2 separate regions of the Mus musculus genome follow, and region 1 is linked to region 2. The links are chromatin contacts, called in public Hi-C maps. All regions are on one chromosome and are shown on one strand. The core of a region is the stretch at or near the end of the contact, and the rest is flanking DNA. Distances in the headings are between cores, read along the strand shown.

Region 1 (3,081 bases), core at 278-2,777, 140 kb after region 2:
CTCCTATTTGAGCCCAAGCTCTGGATCACCAGGATTGATTAGCATCAAGCCTAGACTTCATAGAATAACCCAGAAAACCCACCGCAGGGCTTCTGTTCATAACTTCTGTATTTGGCCATAAGTCTTGAAAACTTCCTTTAAATGCTTCAAAACAAAATTCGTAAGTCCCCTTCCGTGAAAGGTAAGACCCTCTGCTTCATGTTCCTACACACCGGTTCACATCTTCTGGAACCATCTACACGATCCCAGTATAATCATAACCCAAAGGAGATGCTATTGTCCAGGCTCAGAGCTGGCCTGCCTCTCATCCCCCTGTATCTGGTTAGAAATGACAGTGTGTCCTTTCCCCACCTGCCAGGCCACTCCTTCTTGGATGTTCCAATCTCACACTGATTACACACTTCACGGAAGCTATACACATTTATGCCCACAGTATCTTCAAGGATTCATGGATGATTCTCCCTTCTTGATTCCTCACACCAGACTCTGAACATAACAGCCAGCATGCACTAGTCAGACTTGAACAGGACCTCACTCACTCCTGTATCCAGAAACATGAGGCTTATTAACTCTAACAGTAAGAGACTTGTTCTTAATGTGTTAAGAATATTGCTTATTCTTATTGCTTATTATTCTTATTGTGTTAAGAATAATGTGTTATGAATATTGCTTTGGACACATTCACCACCCAGGGAAACCTGCACATCAGCAGACAGGCTAAGGATAGCTCAGTGTGGCTGCAGGAACTTTCTCACCTGTCACCTCTAGAAACAGGCTAACAGGTTGTTCCTTTAAGAATGCCTCTAATGATTTTATGCTTTGGGTCCTAAAGCTGGGACATGAGTCCCTGTGGGGACCTTGCTAAGCTACTTTTGAAAAGACTGGTTCCGTTTGTCCATCCAATCATCTGTCATGGAGCCAAACCTGGAATGTTTGCTCAGAGCATGTGTTATGAACTACTAAACACACATTTGCATACTGTTGAATCTCACCCAGAAGTTGTTTCCCATGAAGGGGGCTCTGGACAAGATGTCTGCAGTACCCTAAAATCCATGTTACTAACTTGCTAGTCTTCATTGAGGTGATATCAGGGAAGGCCACCTTGGGAGGTGATAGTCATGAGAATGGAACCTTACTAGTTGAGCCTTATAATAGGGACTCTAGTGAGCTCTCATGCCTTCTTTCCATTCTGTGAAAAGAAGAAGGCAGCCTGTATATTGGGGAGCAAGCCCTCACTGTACTGGACATAGACCACACTGTAACGAGCCTTAGGGTTCTGGGCAATACAACTCTCTTGTTAATAGGCCACTGGGTATGGTGTTTAGTTGGAGTAGCCCACACCAAAGCAGCAAAGACATCTGACTTGTGCCTCTTACAGCTCACCTGGGGAAAGAAGTCTATTCATAGTTAGTTAAATGAATTAAGCAGATGAATGAGGAGATACGCGGTGGAGTGACACAGAGATATGCAAACAAGGACAGTAACCTTAAGAGCAGTTGCCCAACTCATGTTTAAGATAAACAAAGGACTGTTGACTGCGAACCCTGGGAAATATTCTGTACAAAAATCCGATACTCTGCTCTTATCTGTTTTCCCCTCCTGCTGTCTGGAATGTGGACAAGTTGACTGTAGCTCAAGCATCCAATCTGGATTGGGATATATGGGAAGTAGACCAGAAAGCAGGAGCCTAGGTCTTTCCGGCTTAGAGGCACAACCATAGTCAGTCTGGGTTGTTTCCTTTCACCTTGTTGGGGGGGAGGGGGGGGACAAATGTTTTGGGTTGGGCCCATTGTTAATTTGGGCTTCTAGCTACTACCAGGAAGGATTGTTACTAATCTTGTTGCTGCCTGATATCAGTAACACTGTGGACTACTGCTTTTTCCCTAAATTAAATATTTGTCATCTGCCGAGTCATGCTGATTAGTGGGACAACAGAGGCTACTCCGCAGTCTGGGGCATTCCTGTCCTCCACACCACATTTCGCCCTGGGTGGGGGGTGACCACAATAGAAGGCAGGACATTTTGCAGCTGAATAAGCAAACGGTCCAATCCGTCTCGTTTCTGTTCTGGTTTCTCAGGGCCTATTTCTGGCTTTTGTTCTGCACCATTAAATACTAATGAAAACTCCATCAATCTTCTGGCCCACACAGAACCCAGAACTCTACCAGCCAGGGCATCTGTCTCTTTGCTGAAGCAATAGAAACAGTCACAACGACACACTCTCCCCGCTAATGACAAGGCACATTTTTTTTTCAAATGACTGACTGCATTTAGTAGGGTTTCCTCCCCCACACAATTCCTGCTATTTCTAACACAGATCAGAAGATCAGGGTATTCTGGGAGGACACAGAGCCCTCTTTGGCCACAACTCAGATCACTTGAAGCTGACTCTCGGAAACTCTGTGAATCTCGGTCGCCAGTGCCTTCTGCTTCCTGAATGCTGGAAGCAAAAATTTTGTAAAACATTGTTGTTCTAAGCAAACTACCTTAAGTTCCAGAACACCTACACTCTTAAAGGAAGGAAGCCACAAAAGGCCCTGCTCTCAGGTCCCCAGACAATAGCCACAGAACTTTTCTCAGGATTTTATGTAACACAGTTAATCTGTACTTAAAATCTAAATTCTTACTGTGTATTACATTGTAAGTGTTTAAATGTAAATTTATGAGTCACAGTAATCACTGTGGATATAGTCATTACTTGCTCCTAAGGGCCCTTTTCACTCATTGTAACACAAAATATGGCAGTAAGTGGGTAACATGAAATCACACTGAAGTAGTCCAGACTGAACATGAATGCTTGCTGAGATTCATGCAAAAATTCTAAGTCTCTATCAGATTTTGTTTTTTTTTTTCTAGATGTTAAAGCAGGACAGTATTTTAGCAGAAGGAGACAAATTTCTATATGGTCCTTCCAACTACTGGCTGTTCTCACAGCAGAAATGGGCATAGAATGCTCACATCTGTGCCACTCAAGCAACAGAGTGAGATGCCACTTGTAGGATGCTCAGAACAAGCCACAATAGTTTTGCTGCAGAGCCAATGCTGGATTCTAAGTCTGCACTGAGCATCTACAGTGTGTGA
Region 2 (3,181 bases), core at 536-3,035:
TATATTTTAAGTCTCATTTGCCTTCACAAGACTATCCTGTTCATTTATCCCATAGTTATCCCTCCCAAAGTGCACACATTGCAGACTCTATCCCCACAGTCACATGGTGACAATATTGGAGGTGAGGTTTTGGGAATCAACATAATTTGATAAAATCATGAAGGTAGGGCATCATGATGCTGTCAGTGGCTTTATCTTAAGAGAAAGAGACCCAGGTAGCACATCTCTGCCTCCTGGCCATGTGCTATGCTCTGCTATGTTATAATGTAGATAGTGTCAGCACTGTGCTCTCCTCAGACTCAGATTTGTAAGTCCAGAAAGTTCTATTCTTGTTAAATGGCCAAAACACTAATGCACATATTCTGTTTCTGCAATAGACAAAGGAAGAAGACAGCTTTGCTCCTCCATGTGCTGCCGAGTTTCCCCCACACCATCCTGAAGACAGTCTCTGACCTATTGATTTCTCTACTTTTGGTTGAAAAGGCAACTTCTTCCCTGTACTGAGCAAAGACTGTTGGTATTTGCCTAGCAGTTACCGCCAGCTCCCTGACTGCCCCTCTCTGTAGCTGACGTCCTCTCTGTTAGAAAGGCTTTTCTGACCTCATACAAAAACCCAAGTCAATCAAGATTTGTACCCACTGACTCAGCAGTAGCAGAAGGAACTGTTTCAGGTCAGGACAGAGTCAATAGTGTCTTCATCTCTCCTCTTCCTGCTCCCCAGCTAAGCTTCTTCCCCTGTTCTCCTTCCCGCCACCAGAACTGGTGTGGAGTCAAAGCATCAACATTCCTGTGGGAATCTGGGATGGAATGGCATGTCAAATTTCTTTATTGATCCTAACCTAATAGACCAATGAGAGACATAGTTTGGGGGGCACCCCTTAAGTCAGAGACCTTCCAATACCTCCTACTTTATATGTTAAGTTACAGGGAAGTTGTAAATGATCTCTGCTTACTGAAGATTTTAGTCTATGAGATGAGTGGAAAATCTATGTTAATGGTAGAAAAATAGCCAAATATATTTTGTGTATTGACATAGGAGCTACATAGAATTAAGAGACTCAAAGGTAGGGCCATATGGTTGAACTATAGAAAGAATAAGGAATCATAGTTGAGCATGGTGGTATGCATCAATAACTCTAGAACTTAGAACTAAGAAAACTGCAAGTTCTCGGACAGCTTAGGTCACAGACAGCTTGGGCGATATAGAAAGACCTTGTCTCAAACAAAAATAGATGGGTGGATAGATAGGTAGATGGATGGATGGACGATTCAAGCTCCCTGGGCAGGATGGATTCAGGTTGTGAGACTGTGAGGGAGGACTTTCACTAAAGGCACAGGCTATCTGCTTATGCAAATGAGTGTCGTGGGAAATGGCCACCTGTGTCTGTCTAAGCAGCTGTCACAATCTTCGTCACTGCTTCCTGTGGGAAGATCCTTCCTAGACAGAGAGGGGAGGGCATCAGAGGAAAATGTTTCTGTCTGGACTATCTATTTACTTTACTAATGTAAATAGATGTGGGTGTTTTTTTTTTCCACGAAAGAACATAGTTTCAGAGGAATTCCTTTGTCTGCACAAGTCTGTCATTTCTCTGAAAAACGAATTAAAAATGTGGTAAATGAAGACATTTGGGGCAGAAAATTTGCTTTTTTTTCCCCCAATGACTGGTCTGAAACAATGAATTGGATAAAAAAAAAAATCTGACGTTAAAATATGCTATGTGTGTAGTTCTAAGAGGAATTCAGCCATAGAGAAAAAGCTTCTCTTGGATTCCAGGGTAGTGAGTCTTGCTGGTCCAGCCCTTGGGGGAAGGCAGACTCAACCATGAAGGCAACTGTCTGTTCTTAGACTCCTGTTATCCCCAGAATTTCAGAGACACAAATGCCACTGTTGCTGTCTCACTAGGTGCTGATGAGGATCACAGTGGAACAGCAGTAGACCAGGCAACATTAGATGTGAGTCCTTTCCAGACTTGGAGTTTGTCCTGATGATTTTATCCTGAACTCCTCTGACTGGACCACAGTTCACCCTGGACTGGTGCTGAGCATACTTGGAAAGCTGAGTCTGGAGCAAGGCCAAAGGAGGAAGGTTTTCAACACAGTTCAGCATCTCCAACAGTAAGAGACCAGGAGAAGGAGGCAGGGGAGGCAGTCCAAAGGAGAGTCAGAGACAGAAGAAGGTGCCTAATATGCCTCTGTTTATGGCTTTCTGTTCAGAGGTTGGAATCGTCAGCATTCACTTTTAGTGTTTGTAACTGTGTAGTACATCGTATGAATGAACCCCAGTACATGAGAGATTCATGGTTATGGTTAGAAGAAAGACTGTGGTCAAGGAGCCCAGGTAAGTATGAATAGAGGATCCGGCATGTCGATTATTGAGATGAAATTGGCATTATGTGGTCCAGAGGTAGTTATTCTGGAGGTCAAGGGTCTTGAGAGCTTTAACGTATTCATTAAAATTTACACCCAAGTCCCCAGATACTGGCGAGAGGATGTGAAGAAAGAGGAACACTCCTTCATTGCTGGTGGGATTGCAAGTTGGTACAACCACTCTGGAAATCAGTCTGGTGGTTCCTCAGAAAACTGGACATAGTACTACCAGTAGATCCAGCAACACCTCTCCTGGGCATATACCCAGATATTCCAACTGGTAATAAGAACACATGTTCCACTATGTTCTTAGCAGCCCTATTTATAAGCCATATAAAGCCCTACTTATAATTCCAGAAGCTGGAAAGAACCCAGATGTCCCTCAACAGAGGAATGGATACAGAAAATGTGGTACATTTACACAATGGAGTACTACTCAGCTATTAAAAAGAATGAATTTATGAAATTCTTGGACAAATGGATGAATCTGAAGGATATCATCCTGAGTGAGGTAACCCAATCACAAAAGAAGTCACTTGATATGCACTCACCTCTGATAAGTGGATATTAGCCCAGAAACCTAGAATACCCAAGATACAACTTCCAAAACACAAGAAAATCAAGAAGGAAGACCAATGTGTGGATACTTCATTCCTCCCTAGAATAGGGAATAAAATATCCATGAAAGGAGTTGCAGAGACAAAGATTGGAGCTAAGACGAAAGGATAGACCATCCAGAGACTGCTCCACCCAGGGGTCCATCCCATAATCAGCCACCAACCGTAGACACTATTGCATATGCCAGCAAGATTTT

What was found. A called contact is a pair of places that touch in the nucleus more often than the background predicts.
Region 1: a contact with region 2 is called in a Hi-C map of the AML12 cell line, with 1.9 times the contacts expected there. The contact joins two enhancer-like sites. A contact is called at or near these places in 2 of 484 Hi-C or Micro-C datasets (the AML12 cell line and beige adipocytes).

The regions. Positions count from the first base shown.
Region 1 is chr13:31,529,819-31,532,899 of GRCm38.p6, forward strand. No RefSeq gene overlaps it. Among named protein-coding and RNA genes, the nearest start is that of Foxq1, 27 kb to the right of the region's middle. Within about 2 kb of position 1,528, at least 30 of the 459 cell types and tissues checked have an H3K27ac peak or open chromatin away from gene starts, as enhancers often do. A contact at or near this core is called in the AML12 cell line, where this site is marked.
Region 2 is chr13:31,391,951-31,395,131 of GRCm38.p6, forward strand. The region is part of intron 4 of G630018N14Rik (a long non-coding RNA gene); the gene reads right to left. Among named protein-coding and RNA genes, the nearest start is that of G630018N14Rik, 16 kb to the right of the region's middle. Within about 2 kb of position 1,786, at least 2 of the 459 cell types and tissues checked have an H3K27ac peak or open chromatin away from gene starts, as enhancers often do. A contact at or near this core is called in the AML12 cell line, where this site is marked.